Regions from separate parts of the Mus musculus genome. Here regions 1, 2 and 3 are each linked to region 4. The links are chromatin contacts, called in public Hi-C and HiChIP or PLAC-seq maps. All regions are on one chromosome and are shown on one strand. Each heading gives the region's core, a stretch centred on a gene start, on an enhancer-like site or on the middle of the called end of the contact. The rest is flanking DNA. Distances are from core to core; before and after follow the strand shown. Region 1 overlaps Stard13 (StAR-related lipid transfer (START) domain containing 13). Region 2 overlaps Stard13 (StAR-related lipid transfer (START) domain containing 13). Region 3 overlaps Stard13 (StAR-related lipid transfer (START) domain containing 13). Region 4 has its middle 20 kb from the start of 1700028E10Rik.

Evidence for each region. A called contact is a pair of places that touch in the nucleus more often than the background predicts. HiChIP or PLAC-seq counts read pairs in DNA pulled down with a chosen protein or histone mark.
Region 1: an H3K27ac HiChIP or PLAC-seq map of hepatocytes shows a contact between it and region 4, with 4 times the contacts expected there. The contact joins two enhancer-like sites. A contact is called at or near these places in 2 of 15 datasets of contacts at CTCF or cohesin (both in the NIH/3T3 cell line), 2 of 484 Hi-C or Micro-C datasets (embryonic fibroblasts and liver), 2 of 115 datasets of contacts at active chromatin or transcription factors (a beta-TC-6 cell line and hepatocytes) and 2 of 9 other capture datasets (adipose tissue and embryonic stem cells).
Region 2: a contact with region 4 is called in a Hi-C map of liver, with 2.0 times the contacts expected there. The contact joins two enhancer-like sites. A contact is called at or near these places in 3 of 484 Hi-C or Micro-C datasets (the MC38 cell line, liver and nephron progenitors) and 1 of 115 datasets of contacts at active chromatin or transcription factors (neural tube).
Region 3: a Hi-C map of Sertoli cells shows a contact between it and region 4, with 2.1 times the contacts expected there. The contact joins two enhancer-like sites. A contact is called at or near these places in 2 of 484 Hi-C or Micro-C datasets (Sertoli cells and liver), 2 of 115 datasets of contacts at active chromatin or transcription factors (bone marrow-derived macrophages and intestinal crypt epithelium) and 2 of 9 other capture datasets (adipose tissue and pancreatic islet).

Annotation. Positions count from the first base shown.
Region 1 is chr5:151,130,026-151,137,958 of GRCm38.p6, forward strand. The region is part of intron 1 of Stard13 (StAR-related lipid transfer (START) domain containing 13); the gene reads right to left. Among named protein-coding and RNA genes, the nearest start is that of Stard13, 56 kb to the right of the region's middle. Within about 2 kb of position 5,281, at least 42 of the 459 cell types and tissues checked have an H3K27ac peak or open chromatin away from gene starts, as enhancers often do. A contact at or near this core is called in hepatocytes and liver, where this site is marked.
Region 2 is chr5:151,170,336-151,178,052 of GRCm38.p6, forward strand. All of the region lies in intron 1 of Stard13 (StAR-related lipid transfer (START) domain containing 13), which reads right to left. Among named protein-coding and RNA genes, the nearest start is that of Stard13, 16 kb to the right of the region's middle. Within about 2 kb of position 4,311, at least 79 of the 459 cell types and tissues checked have an H3K27ac peak or open chromatin away from gene starts, as enhancers often do. A contact at or near this core is called in liver, where this site is marked.
Region 3 is chr5:151,090,207-151,097,155 of GRCm38.p6, forward strand. Stard13 (StAR-related lipid transfer (START) domain containing 13) reads right to left here. Exons shown (of 14, transcript NM_146258.2): 2 at 5,215-5,286; 3 at 2,541-2,622. Among named protein-coding and RNA genes, the nearest start is that of Stard13, 97 kb to the right of the region's middle. Within about 2 kb of position 3,250, at least 22 of the 459 cell types and tissues checked have an H3K27ac peak or open chromatin away from gene starts, as enhancers often do. A contact at or near this core is called in Sertoli cells, where this site is marked.
Region 4 is chr5:151,344,574-151,352,267 of GRCm38.p6, forward strand. It overlaps a transcript of Stard13 not described here. Among named protein-coding and RNA genes, the nearest start is that of 1700028E10Rik, 20 kb to the right of the region's middle. Within about 2 kb of position 2,243, at least 40 of the 459 cell types and tissues checked have an H3K27ac peak or open chromatin away from gene starts, as enhancers often do. A contact at or near this core is called in Sertoli cells, hepatocytes and liver, where this site is marked.

The sequences.
Region 1 (7,933 bases), core at 4,031-6,530, 210 kb before region 4:
CAGGGCCGTGTGCTGGAAATCTGGCTGCACAGCTGTGTATTCCAGGCTAAGAGGAAGCAGAGGAAATAGGGGGGTTCCTGCTGCCTACCCTGTATGGCACCTCACTCCAACGCTGTCTATGTTCTTGTCAAAAGACCTTGGGAGGGCTGGAGAGATGGCTCAGCCCTTAAGAACACTAGCTAGTTGCTCTTCCAGAGGTCCTGAGTTCAATTCCCAGGAACCACATGTTGGGTCACAACCATCTGTAATGGGATCTGATGATCTCTTCTGGTGTTTCTGAAGACAACGACAACATACTCACATATAATATAAAATAAATAAATAAATCTTAAAAAAAAAAAAAGATGTTGGGAAGCTCCACATCTACTTTTATCAGAACTCAAAATGTGTCTGTCTTGCTCCTCATCTGAAGGGCTACTCTCATCTAGAATAAGAGAATTTTCTGACCGATACCTCTCTACTGTTACAACGTACAAAGCACATATACTACTCACCACTGAGGATGGGTGCCTCCAGCTCTCGACAACAGCCAGTTCACAAGGACATATGCTGCTACCCAGTATCTTTGCACAGTGCTGTTTCAGATTTTAAAGTACTTGTATATGTTTTTCATGAGATATCCTGTGTATGGGACCCAAGTCTAAATACAAATTTCATTTATGTCTCATATACTCATCATACCCGTGGCCTCTATTTTTTATGTAATCCTTCTGATAGTTTTGTGCTGGAGACAAAGTTTCACGGTGTGGAACTTTCTATCAGTGGCACTGAAGAGCGTTTAGATTTTGGATGTCTGAATTACAGATGTTAAACTGCTGCTATCTAAAAGCAAGATATGGGAACATTGAGGGATAGAAAGAGAGCAGAGAGGGCTGAAGAGAGACAGCGACTCTGGTGGGGAACAGGAGAACCCAGAAGTCATTTATGCTTGATGGAGAAGGATGGACCAGAAGGAGGGGCTGGGGCGAAGTCACAGGAAGCAAGGCAAGTCCTGTGACTCTGGACAAGTGACTTGTGATCTCTGTGAGTGGGATAACAACAGTGGCCCTGGAAGGGCTGTCGCACATGATAAGTAGGCTATTATACAGAAAGTGCTCACAACAGAGCTTGGCTAACACTTCCAATACCTGCTGTTTGTCACACCACTAGCAGCATCTTGAAAACATTACTTAGGACCAAAAAGACTGAATTGGATTCAAGCTATATTTTTTTTTTTTACAAACCTAAGAATTTTCTATAGGAACAGCTGATTGCAGTGCTTGCCGGTAACTATCTTTAAATGTCTGAACACCTGCAATCTCAAGTTACGTTAGTCTCACTTAGGATACAGGGCACATCTAACCAAGGGTTCCAAGTTGGCAACTCATTCTATAGTTGGAAATCTGTACTCGATAGGAGGGTGTTGCCAGTATTGCTGTTACCATCTCTCTATAAACAGCTCCCCCTCCCCCTTTCTCCCTCCCCCATACACCCAGATTCAGAGCTTCAGAAATGGATTTTGATGGGCAGAAAGCTTGACTACTAAGAGTGTGCTGAGTAGAACTGGAGTATTCAGATTATTGACTAGCTAAAAATACTGCAGTGTAGTGGGTTGGCCTAATGCTGCTTGTATTCTAATGCTAATTTTGGGCCCCCAAAGACCAGTGAGTCTGCATGCATGTAGGCACTGAGTAACCTTGCCCCCAAGTCATTTCTAATTGGTAAATAAAGATGCCAACAGCCAATATCTGGGCAGAAGAGACACTGGTGGGGTTTAGGATACACGGGTTTGGTAGCAGAGGAGATGACAAGGAGAAACCTCAATTGGTTAAGAGGAGGAAGAAGAAGCCACCATGGGTTAGGTGAGCCACAAAAACATAGCCCTGAGGACTGGCTGGAAGGAGTTAAGAGCAGCCCAGATGAAACAGTAAATAATAAGTATAACTCAAGGGTTATCGATAGGGAAATGGATTCTAACAACATGGAGGGTAGGCAGCCGCCTGGCTAGTGTGCTGTTTAAGGCTTATTGTAAGTATAAAGGCTGTGTGTGTCTTTCATCCGGGAACTTAAATACCAAAGGTGGGGTAGAAACCCCTGGCTGGCATTAAATAATTCTACACACTGCAATGTGAAAGTCCAGGGAAGTCTTTGCCTGTTTGATGGTCACCATCATGACTTTGTCTAAATCTAATGGTCTTTGCCCAGCCCTGAGGTCCAAGGGACTCTGCTTGCTTGAGATCCTGTCTACCAGGGTAATAGAATCTGCTGCTGGGATCTCGGCGTTGGCCTCCAGCTGTGGTTGAAACATCTAAAAGGAAAGCAAACAGCTGGGGCATCTTTAAGTCTGCACACAGTTCATAGGAACTGATTTGGTATGTGTTTATTTATGAATTTACCAGTGCTGGTGATCAAGCCCAGGACCTCACATGGCCCGATAATGAGCTATAACAGTCCCGGTTGCTTAAGTACTGCCTGAATCAGCCCACGGTGGTAGCTCATGGGAAACCGAGGTGGGGTTGCTACAGGTTCCAGACCAGCAAGGCTACAAAGTGAGTTTCAGGGCAGCCTGGGCTACAAAGAGAGCTCTAGACTAGCCTGCGCTATAGAGTAAGATCCTGTGTCAAGTAAACAAGTGAAGTCATTGTATGTGTGGAGGGATTTGGACCTGTTGGGTATCTGTATGATTTGGTTGTGAGGTTTCCAAGGGAGTAGCTGACCCTTACCACTTCTTCATGGCCAACTGTGTGAGACCAGGTTGGTCACTTTAGTTCATTACTAGACAGAAGGGACATGAAACCCACGTGATATTGAAGAAAGCCAGGAAAAGTTCCATTTTGCTTGACCAGAGAGCCCAAAGAGGTGATGTTAATTTTGATCACAATTAGATTTTTAGATGCTAAGTAATTAATGAATTAGAAATAAAACAAATGCTAGAAATATAACACACATCTCTGTTATAGTCTATGGGTATAATTAAATGTAAAGATATATAGTTCTCCTATAGGATGGAGTGTTCATTTTTAATGAGTTATTTTTTATCTTCAAAGAACATCAGGCACATTTAAAAAACTGACAAAACAATATTTGAAATATTTCTTTAGAATGTCTTAAAATGAAAATAATACATTCAATGTTCAAAATTTTAAAATAACACTCATTTTAAATTCTCAATACCTCGGAATACAGACTAAAAATTTAACAGACCATTTTTATTATTTACAACTACTAGTTGCATGATTTCCCCCAAACGAATTTGGTATGCCTTGAATTTGTTACACATAAACACACAGCTGAGTCTTGATATCCCATATAAACACACATATTTTATGCATGTAAAATATATACGTATATACACATTCACACATATATAACCATGTTATATGCCTATCAGAGAATTCTTTCCCACCTAAATGAGATCTGGTTGTTGTTTTTTTGTTTTTGTTTTTGTTTTTGTTTTTGTGTTTTTGTTTTTATTGTTCTCAGCCTTATTCTGTTTTTTGAACAATGTATCTCCGAGTTTTTCAGATAAACAAATAAGCGAGCTCACAGCTTAGATCTGTGGATACTAAGCACCTACCCTAGTCTGAAGTGTGGGTCTTGGAAATCCAGGCCAAGGAGGTAGTGTTGCTCCCGAATGCCATTAGAAACAGGCCTGTGCCTCTGTGGAGTGGTATCCCACCCAAAGCTGGTAATTTAACACTTGTGCTGTTCTCCAGTTGACCCATCTCCTAGTGGGTCAGACAGTGACTGAGGGAGTACTCAGACGCATACACAAGCACCCGTCTGTTCATTTACTCTCCATATGTGACATGCTGTCTTCTACTGTCACAAGTCCTGTTTACGGTCATGGAGGCCAAGAGCTGTGACGACTGAAAGCTGGGGTGTGCCAGAGGCCGGCACCCCATGATCGTTTACCTAGGCCCTGCAGGAACAGCGGGCTGGTGGGAATGTGCACAGGTGGCGCCTGGGGGACTTCCCATACTCTCCAGGATCTTGAAAGCTATCTTCAGGTCGCAGCTTGTGGTTCTTAGGGTCGCAGAACCAGGTGAGGTGTGTTACCAGACACACTTCGGTAGCATGCCATGCATGTCACGGAACGTTCAAAACCAAGCAAAGCCACGCCAACAGAGTGCTCCAAAGACCAGCTCCCTAGATCCCACGGTCAGTGTTTTACCTTCCTCAACTCATAAAACAAGCTTTCCCATCCTTCCCATTACTAAATTTCTTTCTTTCTCAATGCTGTTTTGTGTCTCTGCAGGACGTTCCATTGGACACATATGTCTTCTATTATAATATATGTGTAAAAGTCCACAAACTACACAGTGTAAGCTGGCTTAGAGTACCCAGAAAGAAAGGGGGCGACATGTTGAAAATAATCTTGTCAGCAAAATATCAACTGCTTTGGGTAGTGGTACAGTGTCTTAGGTTTCTGTTGCTGAGATAAAAGGCTATGACCAAAAGCAATCCGGGGAGGAGAGTGTCTATTTCACCTTATAGCTTGTAAGTCCATTACTGAGGGAAGCCAGGGCAAGAACCTAGAGGCAGGAACTTGATCAGAGGCCATGGGAAAATGCGGCCCACTGGCTTGTTCCCCATGACTTGCTTAGAATATTTTCCCACACAACTCAGGACCTCTTGCCTTGGTGTCATTCTGTCCACAGTGGGCTAGGCCCTCCTACATCAGTCATCGATCATGAAAACACACCACAGACAAATCTAGTGGCAGCATTTTCTCAACTATTATTTCCTTCCCTCCAAACGACTCTAGCTTGAATCAACTAAACTAACTAGTATATATGGAAAGTCAGAAAATGAAACTCTGTGGTACACGAATGACTTCATGGGGTTGAAGAGATGGCTCAACAGTTAAAAGCACAGGCTGCTCTTCCAGAAGACCTTAGTTCAGTTCCTAGTACCCACACCGTGGTTCAAAACCATCTATAACTTCAGTTTCGGGGGGGGGGGGGTGTCCAACGCCCTCTTCTGGCCTCCTCAGACACTGCATGCATATAATATAGAAACATACATACATATATACATACAGGCAGCCAAACATTCACATACATGAAATTAATATAAAAAGTTTTTCCATTTCAAAAGACCCTAAAGTATATATAATGATTAAAAACAAACAAACAAACAAACACACAGAATCTGTCCATCAAGTCAGCTTTTCTCGTACACATCTAGTGCTTCGTGGAGCTGGCTTTTCGTTTCTTTTAGGTGCCTCGTAGTGGGGAGTGCACTTGGAGCTCTGGCATTCAGCCATGCAAAACAGGGAAAGTCCACGGCGAGGCAGAAAGTGTAAATTCCCTGCCTGGGCAAGCCAGTCTCATGTGTTTAAGGCAAAGACAGGATCAACCCCTCCTGGAACCTGCACCCTTCCCTTCATGTACAATCACCCCGGTTCTAACTCTGTCTACTCCTCTCCTCCCTTACTCTCTAGTGACCCAGGACTTGTAAGAATTGAATTTTATATCCCTTCAAGATTTTAATAGGGATATCCTTTATCTTGGGCAGAGAAAGACAAATTCTGCTATCACCTCAAGCACAGGGCCTGCTTTAGCTAACATGCCAATGAAGGTTCAGTTAAGAAAGAACAAAGCCTCTGGTCACATGGTTCAGGGTGCTCCCTGGGCAAGCTGGGCCCTTTCCATTGCTGGGAACACTGACTGACTTATTGCTTCACCACTAGAGAGCCTTTGACTTTTGACTTCTGGTTGAGGGTTAGGCTCAAGCACTGGGTTGTGTAAAGAAGTTTCTAGATTTTTTTTAAAAATCTACTTTTAAATTTAGAGAAGCCTGCAGATTCCGTAGAAGATTCTGAAAATCAAGCAAGCATCTCTCACAAACAAACAAACAAGCAAACAAAAAAAAAAAAAGCACATTCCTCATGTGGCAGTTTATATGTAGCTGCTTTCTAACAATAGCGCTCTCCGATTTGATTGAAACCAACTTGAAAATCAAAGCTGAAGGCATGTACATACAGCAGATCTAGGAATCCCAGGCTCCTGAAACTTGTGTTTCTTATTTAGCTGTGAAGCGTGGGTGGCCATGAGCGTTCCTGGCAGCTATAAGGCATTTGCTAATGTATTTGACTTTAGTGTTGTTAATCACACTTATCAACACAGGCAAGCTGTGCTGGCCACAAAAGATTAGCTTCTCTCCTGTAATGCCCTAGTAGTTCAAAGGCAGAACATCAGCGCTGAGTGACAGAAGCATCTGCGTGCTCCCACGACCCTCCAGTGACTTCAGAACATACCACAAGCTTTAGCTTTTTTCTTTTCCATAACTTTGCACACACTCTTTCCTTCTGCTATAATGGCTAAGGCCGCAGAGCTTGAAAGCTTAAAAAATGAGTTGTGTTTCTGAACACCTCAGAGAGTTTGAGTTCCAAGGTGGTCCCCACTGTCAGGAGCCAGAGATCCGCTCAGAGAAGTAGGAGCCTCCAGCAGGGTAGAGCCTTGTTTGCAGGGGAACAAGATCACTGTAAAGCCTTTTTTTTATGAAGCATTGGGTTTTTTGACTGTAGACTTTTCCCTTGAGACACACAGGCTATTGCTTCTTGCAAATCAGTACTGTTTATAATGACTTAAAAACACTTTGCCCAGCTCAGAGGAGAGCAGGCAGGGAATACAGTCACAGAGCGAGTGTTCTGGAGAAAGAGAAAAGACACTCAGCACGGCACCTGCAGATCTGGCCACCTGAGTCTTGCTTTCATGGAAGGACTCCTGGGTTCATGGCATGACCTGCTTGTCCCAGCCTGGCTTACCTTCACTAGACATGGTTTAGATCAGAATTCTCAAAGATCAGTATAGTAGAGGTTTTGTCTGTGCTGGTAGGATGCTTGGGAGATGATGGGACTCTTGAGAGGTGCAGCCTAGTTGGAGGATGTTACACAATTGTGGACACATCCTTGAGGGAGACTCCTTTTTCTCTTTTGGGCCTCCCATGTGTCATGAGGAGAGCAGTTTGCCCCAAAACCAATGTATCTGCACTTTGTAAGCCAGCAATGAAAGACATTGTTATACACGCTGGAATTAGAGCTGGAGAAATGGCTCAGCAGTTAAGAGCTACTCTTGCAAAGAACCTGAGTTCAGTTCCCAGTGCCCACATGGTAACTCAACCATCTGTAACTCTGATTCCATGGGATCTGACTCCCTCTTCTGGTCCCCCTGAGCACCACATGCACATTATGCACAGACATACACATGAATAAAATAAAAAATGAAATCTTTACAAGAACACGGAGGAGAGGGTTTCCTGTATTTTGCTGCAACTAATAAAAACTTTAAGTATTTCAAGACGGAAACCAGAGACCAGACCCTTCTGAGTCTCAGACCGTCAGCTCCACATGAGCACCTTGTTTATGTTCAGGGAGCACTAACAGATGCAGAACATTTCCAGGGCATCTTCTGCTGCCCTTTTCTGGTCCCACTTCTGTTCATTTCTATGGTGTTCCTGTTTTCCTTCGTCTTCATAGATCTGTATTACAGATAAAGAAGGGAGAAGGCAGCCATCTGTGCTGTCTCCATACATATAAATAGCAAGGCCCTAAAAATTCTCAGCCCATTGAAATTCTTAGCAACCAGCAAAATGTTCTGCACTCTTCTTTGGTAATGGATAATATCACAGGGAAAACGCCTTTGGTACTCTAAAAAACAAAACAAAACAAAAAACAAACAAACAAACAAACAAACAAACAAAGAAACCCCCCCCCACACAGCCCCTGTTCTATCTGCTATAATTTGTTCCTTGTTCCCAGGCCCAGTCTTCCTAAGACAGGATTAATTTCATGTTGGTCACTGGCCTGTGAAACACTGATAAATTAAATGATTGGTAAATATAATAACTTTCATAGGAAACAGGGGAAAGGAAACCATTTTCTTCTTGGGATTACTAGAGAATCTCATTTCTGAAAACAGGCTGTAGATTAATTAAGTTCAGATCTGAT
Region 2 (7,717 bases), core at 3,061-5,560, 170 kb before region 4:
TGGGTACTCCCTGTGATCTCTGACCAGTGGCAGGCAGCACAGCTATTTCCCGTAGCTCAGCCCAGTGACCTTTCCTCTTTACCTCTCCACCTTGGTGACTGTGGACATTTCTACCTCAACAATGCCTGTTGTGTTAGCCCATTAGTCACCACGAAGCATACCCTCCCATGAATTGTCTACACTCAGGACAGCTTACATGTCTTATCTCACTTGGGGGCAATCTCCTTGAGAGCAGTAATCCTGTTTATATGGCTATTGCGTCACACATGGCACCAGTCATCATCTTGTACACAGTTAACTCTGGTCAAGTGTTTTCTAAGATACTTAATGTTGAATATGAAATAGGCTTTGCAGGCCCAAGTGTAAAATGCTTGTTCTCAGGTGGAGAGACTATTTTAAGATGTTCTAGGAACATAAAAGGTAAAGCCTAGCTGGAGGAAATAGGTCACTGAGTAAAGGTCCCCAGGGGCATGTTATCTCTGGGGTGGGAGGAGAACCAGGAGAGGAGAGAAGGTGAAGATGAAGGAAAAGCCACCACGGGTTAGGTGAGTTCATGAAAACGTGGCCCGGAGGGAGGACTGGCCAATTGGAGTTAAGAACAGCCCAGATGAAACATAGTAATTAATAACTTGGAGTTATAGATAGGGAATAGATTATAATAGCACAGAGGGTATATATCTGCCCAACTCTTGTGCTGTTTAAGGCTTATTGTAAATATAAAGGTTGTGTGTGTCTTTTATCTGGGAACTGACTAGTCAAAGACGAGGTAGAAACCCTGGATTGAGATGAAACACTTTTACAATGGGCATTCTCCCTTACAACAAACCCCAAAACATAAAGCCCAAGTCAACTATTCTTCCATTGTTTCTGTTGGTTATTTGGTTGCAGTGATAATGATTAATACACATGCCAACAGTACACATGATGTAGAAAACAATTATGTTAATTGCTAAGAGGTAGTGCCTTTGGGAGTTTGTGGTCGTCACTGAAATGACTAAAATGGATCTCACGAGAAGTTTGCCACTGCTCTATCCTAACCCTTCCAGGAGGAATACAGATGCTAGCGCAATGGTGTCTGCATGGAGGTGAGCTCTCTAGACAGGGTGGGCTTGCAGACTTCAAGGATGCTACGCTGCTCAAAGAAGTGGCAGGGGGTGGGGGGCAGTCCATCTTTCTGGATTAGAGCCCAGTTACCTCGATTCTAAGAAAGAAAACATGGCGGCTGATGGATGGGATACAACCTCCTCAAGCCATAACCTGAGGGTTTTCTTGACAGCTGGAAAGCATCAATCTTTCCATGTCCTCCAGAAACGCCTGCAGATACTTTCTGCAAAATTGCTGGAAGGTGAATTCATACAACAACAAAACACACAGCGACGAGAGCAACAAATGAACCATTGAAAGCAGAACTGGGAACTCTCTCCATGGCTGTCCATCTCTAACACTGGGAACACGGTGTGAAACCAGTTCCAGGTTCATCCAATAAAGTGTGTTTTTACATACCAAGGCACTTGGCTTTTTTGAGTGAGTGACTGACTGTGTACCCCATACAAAAATGAAAAGACAATAAACACACTTCACTTCTTGGGAAGCCAGTAGAGTGGGTTGCAACATAGATAGTCAATGTTTTGAGTTTAGCAGAACTTGGTAAACACACAAGACTTGAAAGGCCGTCTTTGAAAAGAAGCCAAGGGGGAGTCTAAGCTTTGAGGATATGTTGTCAATGCTAGCCAGGTGTTCTCTTGTCTTTTAGCTGCAAACTTGTAAGTGGGCTAAGGTAGGTGGGATATGCTTCCCCTAGGCTGATTCTATCAAGTTGAGTTCTAAACCCACCAGATAAGTATTTTAAGTATAATAAGCCAGTGCTTTATTGGGGCAAGTTAGGTTGGATCTATGAACCATTATATAATGTTAAGTATTCCTCTGTTGTATTCATGCCAGAGTTGAAGTTCGGCTCTGTACTTATATGGTTTCATCTTGTTAAAGTACAAAAATATTGCCTATTTTAACTGTAGTTTGACAGCTATATACTTTCAGAAATTGAATCCATTTTACTAGGAAACTCCTTGCTTAAAAGTGTAATTTCTAAGTTGTTCTTCTATATGTCTTTCCTTCCTCTGAGAGTATTTCACATGGGTTAACTTTAGGTCTCCTATGACTGTGGCCTGAAGTTCCACTATGTGTAGTTACGAACAGCCTGGCTTTTGAATCTACCCCATGAGTAGCTAATCGATAGAAGAATGGACCTTGTAGCTTATTGTTAGTGCTATACCTTCTTTTCTTTTTACAGTGAACATTCATATGTGTGTATATGGGAATACTTCATTCTCACAACTGCATGGAGTAGCCATCATCAGTATTCTGTATAGCTTACGAAACAAGTTTGCAGGGATCATGGGAAATACTCAAGATCACTTTAAGAAGTATGAAGACTTGGATTTGAACCCCATCTGGAAAATAACAAGGCTGGTGGCCTTAACTGATGCATATTACCTACACACTAGAAATTTCAGAAAAGACTCAGCCTCTTGGTGCTTCATGTTAAATCAAGGTTCTGAAGTCTTCATAGCACACAAGCCAAATTGCTAATATCAATCACAAACATGCTAATGTATTTAAATGTCTATGCACCAGGCAGATCCAGCTATGAAGGAAAAAAAAAGTATTCCACTAAGACAAAGGCTGTTGGGAAACCCAGAGAGAGGCATCTTGTGTTTGTATGGATGTGGACATGGACATGGGTAGATGCTATTCTCACGTTGGAGAGCAGGGATGAAGTCAGTGAAGTCCCAGGTGAAGGAAACGGTTTTGGCAAGCCATGAGCTTAGGTATTCCTCCACCAAACAGGCCCCTTTGGTCTTTGTTCATGTCCTCCCTCCAGTTCCCGCCACTGAATTCAGACTTACACAGCCTTTCCAAACCATAACCAGATGCACTGAGCACTTTTCAGAGACTTCATTTGAGTCTTGCTAAGTAGTGACTGTCTCCTCAAATCCAGCCAGGATAGGCAAACAAATAGTTAAAGCAAATAGAATAAAACGGATATTGAAACAGAGTACAGAATGAGATGTGTCTACACACTGTGTGTTTGCTGTCTTCTGCTCTTCTCTCATAAGACTTGAGCTAGGAGGTGACTATGAAGAGTCAAACCATCTGGGCAGTGTAACCCCAGCCTCCTTTTGTCCCCTCAAAGTCGTACAAGCAGCTAAGATCTGAGAACATGCCTAAAGGCCTCCCAACTTGCTTGGCGACACTGCACAGGATCTTAGCCTTGGGCAGTGAGCTGGCCTTCCATAAACCCAAAAGCCTACCCTTTACATTGCCCTGTCACAGTCCCTCACACTGTGACACAATATCTCCTGTTTTAAAAGGTGTTGCTTTGCTAATGGTTACAGGAAATTGTTCATGAAGGATGAAACAATGCTTAGTCAAGTAAAAGTACCAAATGATGTCCGTGACCCTTCAGAGCTCATGAGAAATGAGAGGGGAAAATTAGAATTCACAATGACCTCAGTGAGTGAGACAGTTACTCATCATACATTAAGCCTATAAAACAATTTTAAAGGAAGCTGAGAATTTAGGAGAATGACTTGGGAACCAATTTAAAACAAACCAGTGCTGAAGTGGCACATTCTTTCCAGGTCCTTGGGGAGTTCTGTGAATCACTGGTTTTGGAATAGAAGCAAGCTTTGTGCTTAACCCAGGACAGCAGAGAATAGAGTCAAGCTCTCCAGTGATCCCTATAGCAGAGACCTACTGGAGAGCCAATCAAGAGTTGGAGTACCACACATTCATTTCAGTTAATTTTTCATTCATTTTCCCCCTCAGTAACACTGCTGATGGGCAAGAGCTGATCCTCCCATCTCATTATCAACCATCCCCCCCTCCCCAGACAGTGGTCTGGTGGGGAAGTGAAAGCACTTGGGACTCCCTACCTAGGACAGAGTATCCTAAAAGCCAGGCCTCCTGCCTCTTTGAGCTTGCCTCACTGGTGGGGTCTTTCCTCCTAAAACATAGCCTTCCTTCTCTAGGCTCACACCACTCCTGGGTTTTCTACCCTGCGGATGCCTCACCACAACAGGTAACTTGTATTTGGAAGACAGACATTCCTTAGTGCTGTCTGTTGTTTTAGAACCTTGACTAGCCTGGAACAATCTCAAAATGAATACAAGAGAGCACTCCTCAACTTAACCTTTTCTGCTTAAAAGAAAAAACAAAACAAACAACAACAAAAAACCCTCCCCTGAGAGCTCTGTGGCACAGCCAGCTTACCAGTCTCCTCATGTAAACAGCGGTGGTGCGGCAAGGGAGGAGGTCTGTTTATTATTTTTGATCCTGTTTTGCTTCTGGCAAAATTTCTCAAACAGTCTAAGTTGGCAGAGCACTGATTGCTTCTTCTGACGAGCTACTGTTCGGCAGCTACAACTGGGACCATTCTGGAATAAGGTCGGAGTTGTCCAATGTGCAGGGGGAAAACAATCCTCCACACAAGACTTCTTTCTGTAAATCAGGACCCTCTTATAAGTCACTCTTTCTCAGCATTATAGAGCCAGGGATTTTGAGGGCTGCTGTCCCCAGACCAGCACAGGCTCAATTCAAGTCCCATGTGATCAGCTCCTGTCTGAAAAGACCCACTGTGAAGGCACAGGAGTCTCAGCCTGGGAGCCCCTGGGGAAGTGTAGGGGAGGCTGGGCACTCCACCAGGCACTTTTTATGGAGAAAGGCAGCATTCTAAAAGGTAGAAAGTGGGAAGGTTAGGCCAAGGGTAGAGGAAATTTTTCTTTTCCCTCTTTTTGGGCCAGGGCCTACCTAACCACACTATCCAGCCTCTGGCAAGAAGTCCTGCTGTCCTGACATTTACTTTGGACGCAGAGTTCTTGATAAAGAGCAGCCAACTCTGGGAAGGCAGCGGGAGGGCAGAAAGAGGGTGTTAGTGTAGGGTGGTCACAAGCTGGTTGTAGCTGAATGATGTTCTCCAGCAATGGGGGGAGAGGGGAGGAGGGGCCAACTGTGTCTATAATGACAAAGAACAAACACTCAAACCATCTTTGGGTCCAAGTAAACAATGTCTACTTATAATTAGAAGGAGGATGGGGATTGGCAGTGGTGAGCAACATGGGCTCTTAGCTCACCCAGACTTGAGTTCAGAGTACAGTTCAAGCACTCACTGGCTGTGGGACATCAGGAAAGTTCATTTAACACCATAGAGCCTTCATTTATGCATCTAAGAAAAGGGAGGGGTGAGTGCAAGGTGTGAGGCTCAATCTTGCTTATTTTCCAAAAGGGTAAACTCAGGTCTTAATGAAAACACAATAGGAGAATCATTTCCAACCACACTGGACTCCTTGAAGACAGTTGGTAGATTAACCCTGGGAAGGCTCTAGAAGGTAGCTTCGAGACTACTGTTGCTAAGCTTAGAAATGAGAAGTACTCCAAAACTTAAGATGTATAATGGGAAATATAAAGACTAAATGGCTGACTCCAGTCTGAATGTTTCATCTTCGTGCATACAGATGTTAGCAAACTTTGCAGATCACTTGCCTGTCCACATGGCACCCTGAATATTTTTTTCTACAGCTATGACAGCATGGTAATGTGAAGCAGGGCTCCCCCCAAGGCTATGGGTCCACCTGCAAGGCTCAAGCAGACTGAAGAAGAGTGACTGTCAATGAGATGAAAGGACCTTGTCTACACCCTCTGTCGTTCTTGGCACTGATGAGCTTCAGTGTCCAGAGCAGGCTCTGAAAAGGTAACCAACAATACAATGACCAGAGCCACAGGAGAAAGGCTCACATGAAGGAAACAGAACCAGAGCAGCCTCGTGCAAACCATGGCTGGGAATCTGGAGGCAGGGGAGGAGGGAAATGTGGACTCTGAAACAACTTCTTGTCTTAGTTAGTTAATGTTTGACCACTGCAGGTGCCTGCTGCCAGGCGTCCTTATTCTGTCAGGTGAGTTTACATTAGCCCGCCACAGAACCAGTCATGGAAGTATGCTTTTCTGTGCCACAGGATTCCATTGCAAAGCAATGATTTGGGGGAAATGAGATTAGGAACGTTTAAACTTGTAACGGGCCAACAGTGCTCTTCTTACACACCACAGGCTAACAAGTTAAAAAAAAAAAAAAAAAGACCAGTGCCAGGAGCAAGATAGTTCTTTGGGGATTGTTGGTCAGTGATGTCCCTCTGTCCCACCAAGGCCATTGGTAACTCTCAAGATCTCAATGACATGATCCTGTTGCTGAAGACACCACACACTCAAGTTCTAGAACATGGATAAAACAAGCTGGTGCTGACCTGGAAGCTCCACTGTACTCCCTAGCTTTCAGAAACATTTTAGACTAGAAAGACTTATTCATGGTTTTTCATGTCTCACAAAAACAGACTGTAGGGAGCAAGGCTTCCTAATCAGTGACGGTGAAACCAATTCACACCTGGATGTATTCACACATGAATATATTTACACAGGTATGTCTTCAATGAGACAATGAGCTTAGAATTGTTCCCCCAACTGTCAAGCCACTAAGAGGATGCTGCATAGCCTTCTGGGTTCATTTCATGTCATACGTAAACGTCAAATATTACATCCTATAAAATAAGGGTTTTATAAGGCTCAAAATTAACATTATGTCATAATGAATGCAGAAGGCTGTATGTACTGATTTTCTGTCTTTAGGAATATCTATCTTGAGGGGATTAAAAGTATATATTTTCTATTTAAAAAAAAATCAATGAACCAGAAGCTTTCATACGTTGTATCTGTCAAAATGTCAATAAATTTACTTCTAAGAATAAATCTCAACAAATATCATATTCCTGTTTCTTTTTTCTTAGCTGAAGGATACAATAAATATAAAGAATATTCTCTAATTAATGGGGATGACAGTCTTAAGCGAAGAAAACTATTAAAATCTTTTAAAAACTTATTGGAATTAGCATGGAAAACAGAGCTCAGTTTTTAATTTGTCAACTGGGCATTAAGTCTCTTCTGGCTACACATTAAACAGGGGATCAATATCAAGGGTTTGGAAAGAACTGCAAAAACTAAACAGGAAAAAGCCCTAAACCATCCTCCAATCAATAGGTGAGCTGATGAACTGAAGAACAGGTCTTAAAAAGAGATACAAATGGCCAATAAATACTCAAAAAATATTCAATATCCTCAACCACCAGAGACACACAAACTAGAACTGCTTGGAGATCCCATCTAAGTCCAGCGAGGATGAATGGCTGTCGCCAATAAAACAAATGGCAGCAGATGCTTCTGGAACATGGGAAAAGGCAGATAGATGCATGCTTACCACTGGCAGGGACTCACCACCCATGCAGTCACTAGGTAAACCAGTCTAGAGAGCCTTCTGGAAACTACAAATAGAGGAGCCATGGTCTATTTCTTAATTAGTGATTAATGAGGGAGGGCCCTGACCACTATGGATGGGGACAAGCCAGTAAGCAGCACCGCCACCCCCATGGCCTCCGCATGGTCATATGAGAAAGGCTTCAAAATCAACATCTAGCAGAGACACTTTATACCTATGCTTGTTGCTGCACTGTTCAAAACAGCTATGAAGAAAGAAAACTAGCCTAGCTATCACTAATAAACGAACGAATGGACATTGAAAATAGGATACACATACACAATGGACCTTTATTCAGCTGCAAAAAAAAAAAAAAGAAAAAAGAAAAAAGAAATTGTGACATTTGCAAGAAAAATGGAT
Region 3 (6,949 bases), core at 2,000-4,499, 250 kb before region 4:
TGACAAGAGAGGTATCTATAACAACAACAAAATCTCTCAAAACTCAGGAATAGAAATTATTCAATTAAAAATGAGAGAAAGCTTGAATAGATATTTTGCAGGAGAAGGTAGGTTGGTGAGACATGGGAGGATGTTTAGTTTTATTGGTCACTAAGAAAATGAACATTTAAAATCACACTAAGAAAATGAACATTTAAAATCATAACGCAACCACAGCCAGATACCAGTTAGAATGTCTACAAGCAAAACAAAAACATACTACCAAGGGCCAGGTAACTGGACCCTTGTATGTTGTCAGGAATACAAAAGAACAGGGCCACTTGAAACTCTTTATAAAGATAGAAAAGATTTGTCCTGAGCCCCCACAGTCCCATCCTTAAGATTTTACTGAAAAGAAATGTATATTTACGCTCACACAAACCACATATATCAATGTTAGGGTGTCTTTATACCCTCAAACTGGAGAACCCCGAAGTCTTTCTGTACAGTGGAAAGGAATATATTTTTGAAACAGAAATTAAAACGAATTAAGAACATTACACTGAGTGAAGGAAGCCAGACAAAACCAGCCATATCCTGTTCCATGTCATCTCTGCTATGTCCTGATGGAGCCAAAATGTAGGCACAGACAATAAATCTGTGGTTGCCAGGGGCTGGGAGTAGGGGAAATGGTGGCTTCAGGAGCAATGGATGGAACTTTGTCAAGTCTTGATTGCACACTGGTATTAGTCCATATTGAATATGTGTGTGTGTGTGTCTAATGCTAAATATAAGTCAATTTATAGAAAACAAATTTAGAAGACTTAATGGAAAAAGATAGTAAAATATAATTTTGAAAATAGAAATTACTTTTTTAAAATGCCAGCCAACAGGAATATACTCAACACTTAGAGAAAAAGCAGCCCGTGTTCCTGAGTGGAATGAATGTTTTTCCGGAAGGATCTGTTCATGCTGCAGGTGTGCCTTCCAGATGGAGAAGCGGAAATGGAACTCTTCCAAGTCAGAGCTTTGGAAGGATCACAAGGAAGTCATCCATTTACCCCACGGGTTCTTACGAAGGCACAGACATGTACATGTTTCTCTTCTAGCCTAAATAGCCTGTGTCCACTCATTCCACTCAAATATATGATTTTAGGTATGTATGTATGTATGTATGTATGTACGTATGTATGTATCTATGTATTTTAGTGTGTGTGTATGTATGTGTGCATGTGCGCACACACACATGCCATAGTGCATGTATGGATGCCAGAGGACAGCTTTCGAGATTTGGTTCTCTCCTCCAACTTTGTGGGTCTCAGGAATCAAACTCAGGTAGTTATGCTTGGTGGCAAGTGCATTTAACCAGCCAGCCAGCCCAAGTTTATGATTCAGAATTCTTCCCTCTTTTAAACTGACAGGCTTGATACATTAAACTTAAGCAGACACACAGGACTGTCTTTGTGAATAGCAGAGATGAACACAAATCTTTTTTTTTTTTTTTTTTTTTTGATCATATAGCAAGCTCAGAGCACAAAACCTGAGGTCAGGGATCCAGCATACCTAAGATTATTTACACTATTTGGGAATGCCTTGGTATCTCTATGCTCATCATTAAATAGTCATGCTTACCAAATGCAGGACATATAAGGAAGATCAGTGGACTGAGGTTATCAGTATAGGATCACCAAGTCCTCTCTATGTGGCCCGAAGACTGAAAGTGTCCTGCGCTGACACCTACCCTAGCTCTGACCTCTTCCCAGAGTGTTAGCCACACAACTTCAAAGTTCTATAGACACAACTGACCTTTCACGCGGAATTTGATTATCTAAAATACAGATTCTGTCGGATCTTTACAATTATGAGCCCAAGTTCAATGGTTTCTTATTGTTCGTTTGCTCATGCCTCATTGCTTCACCCAGGCTTCTACAACTACTCTGCGAAGTGCTTGAGAGGAGAGAATTCTTCATGTATACATTTCTGCCTCTTTAAAAGATTCGTTACACGAGAAAGGTTTAAATAAGTCAATCTGCCAGTGTATTTACTTGGCCTTACGTATTCTGATTTGAAGATATAACCACTTGACTTTATATATGTTAAAAAAAAACTTAGGTCAGGTTGAACATCCTCAAAGGGCATCTCAGACATTGCCCTGACAACACTTGAGATGACCGACCCTCCTGAATCCTTCCGCCACCTCAACTGTGCTGTCTCCTTACTGTCCTAATCATTAGCTCACATTTAAAAAATGGCATTTAACAATACTCTGAAATATCCACCCTTTCTCTTTTTTCTCTCCTCTTCTGTCTTTTCTTCTCTCTTCCTCTTACTCTTTTTCCTAATCTAATGTCTGAAGTGCCCCCCAAGTCCCTGTTTAAGATTTAAACTCTACAGAAACAGGAACTGAGCATCCTCAGGGTACCAGGACCAACCAGCAACAGTGACCACAATAAACGTATTTCCAAAGTTGTTAATGTCAACCTTTAACTTTGTGCTGCCCAAAATAGAGACAGACCAAGGAAAGAAACCAAAACCAAAGATACTTCACTCATCTGGCTTACCTGCAAAGAGGTTCTACAAGGTCCCTTTCAAGAAAGTCATGGTCTTTTTTGACGGCCGCAATGTTGATGGGGAACTGCGAATCTGAGAGAGAAAGGAGAAGACAGAGGCTTATGCCTTTGGCTGCATGAACTCAGGCCATCAGGTTCTGCACAAATCACCATTCTTAATTCCTAAATCTTAAATCACAGTTACTGCTTATTGTTATTGCTGACAGCATTTAAAAATAGCACAGATTATTATTATTATTCACAGAAAATGCTCTTGAGAGTGCAGTGTAAGTGCAAACTATGAAAACAAGCATCTTAACCTTGGGCAGGATTGCATGCCAAGGGCCCTTTAAGCCCATCCTTATCTGACATTCCTCAGGAGGACATGAAGAACAGCTCCTGCATTCTTCCTATTCACCACAGGACAGATGACTTCATAGAATTCTTAGTTTAGCAAACGTTTTTTCCTTCAAAAAGGACATTTCCAAAAACAGCCCAAGTTTAATAGTCCCAGATCTGATTTCCTTCCTTCCTTCCTTCCTTCCTTCCTTCCTTCCTTCCTTCCTTCCTTCCTTCCTTCCTTCCTTCCTTCCTCTTTCCCCCCTCCCTCCCTTTCTCCCTTTCTTCTTTTGGTAGCAAAATTTTCAGTCATCTTGAAGTCCCTGAATTGATGCCACAAAAGAAGAGATTCCTAGCCCATGACTGTTCCCCAAAAGAGGACTCATGCCAACTGGGGTGGTAACTGTCAAAATCCGGAATATGGCTTTCATTTTAGGTCCCTCTTTTACATAGGAAAACCTCTTGCTATCACTTGACATAATGGCCCAAGGTCAACTTTCATGTTGGTCACTGGGACAGCCATGGCTTCCTCTTTTGTATGCCCCATGTCTTCCCAGTTAAAATGAAGCTAACGTTTCTAAATCCTCCTCTGGGTTGGAAGCAGACACTTCCCCCCATCCTGGGCACACATCTTTTTCTCTTTAGAGCATAGGCTACACAGTAAAAGTTTAAACATACTGGCATATTTACTTAGCTGTAGACATTCCAATTGGAAGACATAACCCTTGCCTTTATAAAAAAGAATCCACTCAAGTGGATGAACTCAAAGTATTTCCCAGTGACTGAATCTCTCATGGTCCCCAGTGAACGGCACCTCACTCTCCTGTCACGTGATTATACATCACAGCGAGAAACCCAGAAACAGGAGCCCAGGTGGCTGGAGAGATGGCTCAGTGGTTGAGAGCACTGATTGCTCTTCCAGGGGATCTGAGTTCAATTCCCAGCAACCACATAGTGGCTCACAACCATCTGTAATGGGGTCTGGTGCCCTCTTCTGGTGTGTCTGAAGAGAGCAATGGTGGGGTATTCATATGCATACAATAGACAAATAAATCTTAAAGAAACAAAAACAAAAACAGGAGCCCAGGGACTCTAGTTTTAAGTATACACTACTTCTTTGCTGCGTTGCTCTGGGCAAGTAACATTCCCTCAACTGTAAAGTAAGTATCACAGTCATGAAGGCTACTTTACGGCAGAAGTGTGAGTATTCACTGAATATTGGTTTTTGAATAATAGCAGTTACAGAGCAAGCTCTGCTGTTTTCATTATATTTATGTGATATATATATGTGTGTGTGTGTATGTATATATATATATATATATATATATATATATATATATATATATATATATGTATACCATGTAGCATGTACATGTTTCTGAGCTATAGCACATCTTAGATACTTATGGACTGCTCACATTAAATCTCATAGTACCTATAGCATCATATGTATATGTATATATGATTCATCAAGAATCAGAAAGGCTGGGATTTTTTAATTTCCCATCCATCCATGTAAGGACAGCGAGCTGCTTGTTTTTCTTTTGTCTGGACACAGAGACATGTCTGGGAAGAAGAAATCTTAACTGAGAAATTTCCTCCATGCTATTGGCCTGCAGACAAATATGTGGGATATTATCTTGATTAATGATTGATGTGGGAGGTTCCCACTCACTGTGGGTGGGGCCACCCCTGTGCTAGTGGTCCTGGGTGCTATAAGAAAGCAGGCTGGGCAAGCCACAAAGAGCAAGCCAATAAACAGCATCCCTCCTTGGCCTCTGGATCCATTCCTGCCTCCAGGTTCCTGCCCTGCCTTCCCTCAGGGAAGGAGTGTGGCCTGAGAGCTGTAAGCTGAAACAACCATTTCCTTATTTGGGTCATGGTGTTTGTCACAATAGCAGAAACTCTAACTAGGACGAGATCGCTTAATGTCCTGGGCTTTCCCTTCCTAATTAGTAAATTGCTGGTAGAGAATAGGAGTTGGGGATTGTTTAGATTTAAACTATAGCAATCAATCAATCAATCAATCAATCAATCCTTTTCCTTCCTTTCCTTCCTTTCCTTCCTTTCCTTCCTTCCTTTCCTTCCTTTCCTTCCTTCCTTCCTTTCCTTCCTTTCCTTCCTTTCCTTCCTTCCTTTCCTTCCTTTCCTTCCTTTCCTTCCTTTCCTTCCTTTCCTTCCTTCCTTTCCTTCCTTTCCTTCCTTTCCTTCCTTTCCTTCCTTCCTTTCCTTCCTTTCCTTCCTTTCCTTCCTTTCCTTCCTTTCCTTCCTTTCCCTCCCTCCCTCCCTCCAGGCAGGGTCTCAGTTGTCAGTTCTCTCTGTGAAAAACGGAGAAAGGCTCACATACCTTCATACAGCTGAGCGTACTGCGGGAACCCGGCAGCTCGGAGCCAGTCACATGCTTCCTTCGCCTCAATTTCTAAAACATACAAGAAAAAGAACATCGTGAGTGTGACAACCTCAGTCGTTCTGGTGTGTTCCGTGCAAGTCATTACAAGGCGAAAGTCAGTCTACCCAGAAGGAGGATGCAGAGACTGTGCAGGCCACATGAAGCACCGTTCTGTGTGTGCTTGGGTTATCTTCCTTGTGGAGCCATAGTTATGGATGATAACCAACCTCCCAGGGCAGAACACAAAGGCTGAGTGTCCCCTAGGGAAAAATACCATCTTTATGTACCAAGGAACTAGGTGACTAGGGAGGAAAAGAATGGCTTATTATAATAATTATAATCCTCTTTTTAATGGGTCCTTTACAATTTTCCAAGATAAGCCTGAGATTATTTATTTAGCTTTACTTTAACTCTCCCATTCAGGATCAAAAAATACAATGGAGTAGTCTATTTTCTCACAAACGGAGGCATTACAAAAATCCAGTCTTACCGATGGTTTTAATTCCCAGTGCACTGCATGAAGATACTCATTGGTCAAGAATATTGGACTGATTTCAAACTCAGAGTGCAGAGGTAAGAGGACCCTGAGGCCTGAGTCTAATGGAGCTGCCAGAATGGAGAGGGCCGCACCCAAGAGGCTGGTGGGTCCTTTGGGTGAGAATTTGTGGGATGGATACACCAGCAACCCTCCCTAAGGGAATCTGGGGTGAGATGGGCGGAGGGACCGTGTGTAAACCAGGCCATTCTCTGACCTTGTGAATTCTGGATTATTTCTCAACCACCACACTCTTAGATAAACATCAGCCTAGGGAAAAGAAGTCCATCTGTCAAAAGTTCAGCTTCTCCAAATAGAAGTAAAAAGCCCAGGGAAATATCCCAACCAAAGCTCTCCTAGACCACGGGGTGCTCCGTCAGTGAGTTTCCGCTTGTTTTCCTCTGCAGACAAAACTTCCAGTAAAGACCTTTCTTGAATCCTTTGCACAAAACCCATCTAACATGGGCCACAGGCCTGAGACTGGGCCCTCTCACAATAAAGGCTCATCATGTTTGACGTGACAAATCCATTTAATTTATATTAAGAAAACAAACCAAAGGCCAGATCTTAGCCCCTAAAGATGTGCTTCCTTCTGTCAGTATCCCTAATCTGTTCCCACAACAGGGACAGAAAACCTTCAAGTTCTGGTTTTTGTCTGAGTTGAGAAGTTTCTGCTAATTCTGACCAGCATGGATTGCGTATTCATCTCCAGTTTCAAGCTGCAGACCGGCTGCCTAGTTCAGCATGAAACAGAGGGCCGACATGAGAAAACAGTCTGGATTTCCAGACTCGCTTAATTTAAGCTCAGTTATATGAGTGGGTAAGGAATCAAAGAATCCTACATTTTCTAGTGAATCATAGCAATCCTATGCATTTTTCTGTTTTACTTTTGTTTGTGCTATGATTAAATCATAGCTTCAAGCAAGAAAGTACCAGAGAACCAGCAAATGAAGACACAGGGAGACCTACAAGTTAGGTGCTTTACAGCATACAGGGATTTGGAGGGAATTGGGAATTCAGGTAAACATAGGACATTAAACCCCTGGAACTAAATGATAGCAAGATGTGGGGAAATTAGAGAGCCAGGGATCTGTCTAGAAAAATCTCTGGGACTGAGAACTATGGCCAGGAGGAGGGATGGGCAGAGGCAAGGTAGAG
Region 4 (7,694 bases), core at 993-3,492:
TACAAGTGAGCTGTGCTCCTGAAACAGATGTTAAATTGTTTCACACAGCTGTGGCTCAGTGCATCTTAGCTATGGCAACAGTCTCAAAATCTGCAGGCAACAAGCAGAAGAATTTGTTCTAGAGCAGCTGGTCATGATTTGATCATAGAGCACAGTATCAAGTATGACGTTCTGTCCTTGAAGATGGTTACCTTTTAGAGAAACGGAGTTTGCCCTTGTCTCAGACTCCTGGGCCATTCTGTAGGCACAGAAACATTTCTTCAGAACCTCTGCCTTACCTGGCAGCCAAAGCAACCCTGCTTCCTCTGCCGAGGAGATATGTTTCACTCTTCCTCAATTATGCGACCATTTGACCACACACAAACCATCTGAACTCCATGACTACAGAGTCCAGGCAGGGACTAATGTGCTTAAACCACAGGAAGTGAAAAGAAAGAAGTAACAAGAGGCAGGAGATTCTCACAGGGTAAAACCTAAGGCTTCCCCCTGCTTCTCCCTGCTCATTTCTGGATCAGCCTCTCTTGTAGATAAGACACAGGGTCTTTTGCCCAGTCTCTAACTCCCATTTCATCACAATGCCAAACAAGACGGTAAGCCTGAATGCTTCCTTACCATCTCTGATCAGATCCCAGGAAATTCCCTAAACAGAGGAGGCCTCCAGTGTACAGAAAAATCATCGCTCAAGACCTGGGCCTCTCTGTCCAAGCTTCCTCCAACAGTACTGGAGGAGAAAATAAGAAGTCCTAATGGAAAAGCAGTTTGTGAGGTCTTTCAACTCCACCTTCTGCTTCTTAAAATCACCTTAGACATTCTGTGGAGGGGGGAATTTTTTCTTACTTCAGAGAAGCCAAAGAATGCAAACCTGTCAGGAGAGGCAGGAGAATAAGAAGAGCAGCCAGAAGTCTGAGCAAGGTATACATTCTTGTAGACATTTAAGCTGAACCTTGCCAGCGAGGATCAGTGAGCCAGAGAGAAGATGGGAAATGCCAGGTCAGAGGTGCAAAACTGATGCAAATAGGAAGAGGTTTAGTAAATAGTGTTGTGGTCCAACAATGTCCCACAAAGTGCACAAACACTGACCTCAGTCACACAGGGATTGTTTATTGAATGCACACCCTAAGTCTGACTGATCAGGGCCACAGATCAGAATTTGGGGGCTCAGCTAGGACCCTGAACATTTCTCAGGGCCGGCTTATAAAGGCTAAAACAGCAAAACCCATGGTGAGCCCATATGCAGGTGCAGGAAGTGCTGCCTGGTGGTTAGCACTGACTCAAGCCATTTTAGGCATAACAGTTCATATTGTCCTATGTAAAGCTTTGTGGCATTTCTTACGATTAACAAACCTCATAACAGGATATGTAATCAGCATGACCTTGCACTGAATCAAGTTATTTTTCTGTGTCAATAACTGGTCCACATATTACAACAACAGTATGAAATAGCTGGCAGGCATGGAACAAAATGACTACAGCTATCAGAGGTGGGGGCGAAGGGGCAGGCCTCAAAAATACCTAAGGATCCAAACACAGTGTGGTGTGGCTGAACCACTAAGTCAAGTCAGAGTCAATTTGATTTTCCACCAAAGGCAACACAATGACATGGAGGGACTTTTCCATAGAACAGACCTGGGATCAGATTTAGTCTCCTTATAACCAGACTGACTTCAAAATTACTGTGGACTACTAAGCGTTCTTTCTCCTTTTTCCAGGCATTAGGGTGACATGTGCAGGCCATGTGGTGGAAAACTACTTTAAGGAGCTGCAATTTCAAGGTGGCGGGGGTGGGGGTTTGGGGGTGGGGTGGGGTTGGGGGCTCAGGCCAAGGTGGTGTCAGGCAGGATACCAAAGGATGGAATTAACAGGAGATAAGGTTTTAAAAATGAGCATGAGATGGATTTGGTGACAGAAAACGCACATTTAAGGGTTAGGGCACCCCTGTCCCCCCGCCCCCCCCCCCCCAGTTTGGAGGCTGAACGATGAGTTGACCAAAGGCTGAACCAGGAGAAGACTGGATGAGCTGAGGTCATCACACGGTGTTCTTAGAGATTTGAGCATAGCCAGATGGAAGCTCAGGACTCAGGTGCATGCATGCAGATGCAGGTTCTTGATGGCAGTCGGCACTCTCCCTGTCTTCGATGCCCAGAACACGGCTCCCCATTTCACCTGGTCCTACCCACTCTATCCTCATGAGTAAGTGAACAGAACATTAGTCCAAAGCTACTCATGAGTCACGGTCCTGACTCTGTGCCAGGGCCGCTCTTCCAAGTCAAGGACACGGGGCCAGGCCAAAGTGGCATTGTCACACGCTCAGCCAGAAACCTCTTGGCTTTGGCTTCTGTGACTCAAAAAGTTCACAGGCCAAGAAGGCTAGGGAGATGGCTCAGTAGATAAAGTGCTTCCTGGTTGATTGTAAGCACCTGAGTTTAGGTCCCTAGGCGTGGCAACAGGTATCTGTAGTCTCACTGCTGGGAGGCAGAAATGGAAAGATCTCTCGGGGTTGCAACTACCAGCCTAGCTCCAGGCTCACAGAGAGACTGCCTCAAGAAGTATAGAGAAGATCTGTAACTAAGTGCTTGTATTCTAATGCTAATGGGGTCCCCAAAATAAGTTTGCATGAGAAGGTCTGCATGTAGCTGTGGGAACCTGCCCCCAATTAATTCTGATTAGTAAATAAAGATGACAGCCAATAGCTAGGGAGAAGAGAAAGCTAGGTTTTAGGTTTCCCCAGCTTGGGACCACAATGAGGAGAAGGAAGGGAGAGATGCCAAGCCTAGGATGTGGACAAGAGAGAGGAGCAGAGCTGCCATGTAAGGGGGCCAGAGGACCAGTCCAAAGGGCTGCTCAACTGGGTCAAGATCAGCCAAGATAGAACATAGAAATTTATAAGTAGTAACTCAGAATTATCAATGGGAGGTAGATTCTAATAACAGGGAGGTTAGGTAATTGCCAAGCTATTGTGCTGCTTAAGGCATATTACATGTAAAGGCTGTGTGTGTGTGTGTGTGTGTGTGTGTGTGTGAGAGAGAGAGAGAGAGAGAGAGAGATTTGGAAACATAAACCATTGAGATAGGAAGCAACCCCATGCCAGGATTTATTTATTAAAATATTTATTAAAATTATTTCAACAGAGATCAACTCAGAAAGATACCCTATATCGATCTGTAGCCTCTATGTACACAAACACCTATACACACACACACACACACACACACACACACACACACAAAGCACAAACCTTGGACTCTCTTTTGTTTCTGTCAACATGGTCTGGACTGTCTGTTAGCCATTTTACAGCCTATAACAGCCCATGTAATGCACTTCATAGAGACTTGAACATGACTTGTCTGATGTCCTACCTTCAGGACTCACCCATTGGTGAGCAGAAGATGTCTTTGTCCCTTCTAGAAAAGTGGGCCCTGTGCCAGGCACACACGGTGCAGGATATCTCTAAGCTGTCATCTGTTGTTTGGCAGAAGTGTTTAAGCTCAGTTTTAGTCCTGATCTACTCTGTATCTCATTTATCCTTCTAGCTATTCATCAGCTACCACCCTTCAATGACACAAAGAGTGTTGAAAACTAGAAGTAGATATTCTTCACTCTAGACATGATCTACTGAAAGTATATCAAACTCTGAATATCAATAGACCTGGGAAGAGTGCTCCCCAGTGATCTGTGTAATTAAGTCTTGGCCTCCAGGATGTGGTGCCCTGGAAGTTGCTGGACACTTTGAAATGTAGGGCTTCATTGGGGGAACTTAGAGTCATTTGAAGGGCATGCCCGGGAAGGGAATGTTAGGACCCCTGGCTCTTCCTTTTCACCTCTCTTCTGTCTATAAGGCAAAGATTCATGTACTCCAGGGGACTAACACATGTAAAGTAAACCTTCCTTCTTTTTTAAGTTGATGATTTTGTAATGGTAACAGAACTCTGACTAATACAAGTAATAAAGACCGAACACCTATAATCTCCATCCTCCCCAGTGATAGCTTCGTGGCAGCACTGCCTTGGCCTGTCAGAGGTATTTGGATGGAACAAGGAGCCCTTTGTTTGGCAGCCAAGGCTACATTCAGAAACAAGTACGTGATCATCAGACATGCCCTATAGGGCAGTGGATTCTACACACCAGATACACTGCAGGTGAAATATTGCAGGCTAGCTGAGAAATTAAGAAAATGGCAGTTATACACACAAGTGAGCTCACATAAGGCTTGTAATCACCCTGGCAAGAATGAAGATATTCTAAGGATACTTGTATCTTCCTCCCTTGGGCTATTAGATTGATGAAACAATAGACCACCCCCCAATTGGGATTTCCCCCACTTGTCTTGGTCTTAGCAAAGGAACAGACTGGGTCCCTGATGCCAACCAGAGTGAGCTTGTCTCCAGAAAGAGACTTCACAGAGTTCTGACACTGTCAAACCAAGAGACACGACCTGAGAGGTTGCTGATTAGCAGAAGCACACCTCACTGGATCTCATAGTCATTCCTATGCCCTTCCCTCTATTCAAACACTAGACTCACATCCCAACCCCAAAGATAAGCTTGTGCAGGGGTAGGGTGCTGAACCTCTTTGATCCTCTTCCTAATGTATTACCACATTGAATAAATCTCCCTTTTCTGCTTTTCCCTATTACTTTTCCTTTGAATTGGCTTGTTGAGGATGGGTGGCCAAGCCTAATTTGTTGGGGCTTCTAGAACCTCGGCTCTGATCCTAACAACTGTAGGAACAAGCTGATGTAAATCACTGAGGAAAAATTTGTTTCCTGTCTTTAAAAAATTCTAGGCAGTTGCAATCTTCTCTCTCACAAAAGCCTTGAGCTCATGTAGGGTCAGAGCAACCAGAAAGGAGCTGATTCAAAAGAAATTATCTTTGAAATAGGAGAAACAGAAAAGGAACCTCTCGGGATCCAAATCTTCAAAGATTGACAGGCAGAACCACACTGAAAGTGTTCATTTGCCAAGTCTGCCTACCTGCCTGGTGCCTGCTTACAGATGACAGTCTTGGCAAGATGCTCAGGACACATATTGGCAATAAATAGAGAAGAGTAAAATGTTTGCATAAGCCACATAGATTCCCATGTCGTCTGTCTGTCTGTGAATACACATAGACACACACACAGACACACACACACACACACACACACACACACACACACACACTTTCCATTACTTGTGTCAAGAAGAATTGATTGAGAACCTGGGCAAGGCTTTCAATTAATTACAAGATCACATCTGCAATCCCATACTCCAAAGCCTCAGGCAGACAGCCATTCAGTAGTACAAAGCAAGAACCTGTCTTATGAAACAAGACTAGCTTTCAGTTGTTTTTCTTAGGAGCTAGGGAATTTAAAACCTTTTATTTATTTATATATATAATAACCTATAAAGCTACTGTTCCCATCCTGAATTAGCTGATTTAGAAATAATTAATTATCTGCCTCAAGATAATGAAGAGCTTACTGTGAAAACAAGGGAACATTTTCTTTCCTTTTTTTTTCTTTTTTCTTTATAAAGCTATTCGGAGAGTGGCTAAGAGAGGTGCCAAGTGCTGCTTTAATAAATTACATTCCCTTAGGAGAGAGTGAGGAGTGGACTCAGCATCACACTAAAGATAATGACTTTCTCCTTTCTAACTTTCATTTTGTGTCTAAATAAAAAGAATGAATGTGCAGCAAATGCTTTCTTTTGGAGCTAGGAAAATTCCAAGAGGGAAACTAAATGTAAAAGTTGACATTATTACACCAAAAAGCAAGGAAGCACGGGGTCACGGCGAATATATTTCAAGTGCACTGTCTTAGTTGTCTTTCCCTTTTAATTTAGAAAGCACTTAAGAAATAAATTATACATTTCAAAACCCTTTTTCACACCAAACCGAGAGGAAGATACAGTTCTTTCCCATATGCTCCCAGTGGCTCCCTTAGCCTGCCTTACCATCCTTCTCTTCCAACAAAGTGGCACATTTGTTTTGTATGATGAACCTACATTAGCACATCAAGGTCACAGAAGCCCATCGTTCACATCTGGGTCCCTCTGAGGATTCTGAGAAATGTGTGACACATTCCATAACTGTACAATCATGCCCCAAAAATCCTCTGTGCCCTGACTACCAGTCCTTGTCTTCACCTTTTTTTTTTTTTTTTTTTTTTTTTAATTCTCCCAATTTGGCCAAAATTTCCTGACACTGGAATCGTATGGTCTTTTCGAATTGGTTTCTCTTACCATAGCATGCATTATCTTTTTCAAGAGGAATCAGAAAAATCCCCCATGCCCTTTGAGCTGGTGTGGTGGTGTGGGGAGGATCGCACACCACAGCCTCTGCTATCTGTATACCTTACTTCCCGCCTGCGCAAATTGCTTAGCACAAACTGCTTACTAAGTCTTGATTTCTCATCTGCTAAATGAGGATCACAGTGGTTAGTTCCTATCCCACAAACTCGACTATGTTGCTGTGAAGATCGGGTTTTTCTAGAAGAAGAAGGAAATAATCCTTCTCAGGGTTGTTGTGGGGATTAAATGTGCAGGAGGTGCGGAGAGCTGAGATCATGCCCAGAACATCCAGTCCTCCGGCCTACGATATGGTTTTTTATTGTAATGTGTGAGCCAAGCGGTTTCCATTTGACTACCTGAAGTCTCCACTCTTATTCCGAACCTTGCTCTGGGCATGATTTCTGTAAAGTGAATCGGTAGCGAGCTGTTTTCTTCATAAACCAGTCAATGAGAGGCCCTGGCTGATCAGAAGGTGGGACAGTTGGGTTCCTTCTGTTTCTTCTGTGCCCATCCACACTTTGCTTATTCCCACATTTACCTGTGAAGGCCAAGAAACCTCTTGACAAACGACTGAACAATTGACCATTACAGAATGACTGGTTTCCCTTAACTTCACTTTGATCCATATTTTTGCAAGGGATCTCTTAAACTATCCCTGAAGGTAATTTTCAGGGTTTTTCTTGTCAAGAGAATGTGTGATGTCTGACCTTCACATTAACTCATATTTTTATTTGTATATTATTCAGCATGTCAGGGGTCGAGATCATAAGCAACTTTATAAAACCCTACAGATTGTTACTTAACAACTTTCTACATCCAAACACTGCTCAGGACTTAAAAAAATCCACTTTCTGGCTTTTTTTTTCCAGTGAAAAAAAGCTTAATTAGTCAATCTGAAAATTATAACTCTGATTAAAAGATGGAAACTGTAAGAAAGGCTGGCCATAGGGCTGTGGAGAAGGTTCAGGAACAAAACTCAGATCCTTGTCATGTAAACATGAGGTCCTGTCAGTATACACCCACATTATCAGTGCTGGGGTATCAGAGACAAGGGAGGATGCTCAGGGCTTTGCTTGGCCCTTAATCTAGCTGAGTAGACAAGTTCCAAGTTAGTGGAAAGACCCTGACTAGAGGAAGACCTCACCACCAACCTCTGGCCTCCAAACATATGCACACACATTTACATCACCTGCACACACATATGAACCCATACACGAGAAAGGATGTCAATATTTCCTCGTGTCTTATGTAACAAAAATGCAGCAGCAACAGTATCTGTAGGCATTGCTTATTGTGGGAGGCCAAAGGCAATACTTAGTTTCTCCTGTATGTATTACACAATCTACCTACCACGTTAGACTAACCTTTTTACTCTTTTAGCAAAATTCACATTTACAGATTTATAAGTAATCAACAATAACATGTGTT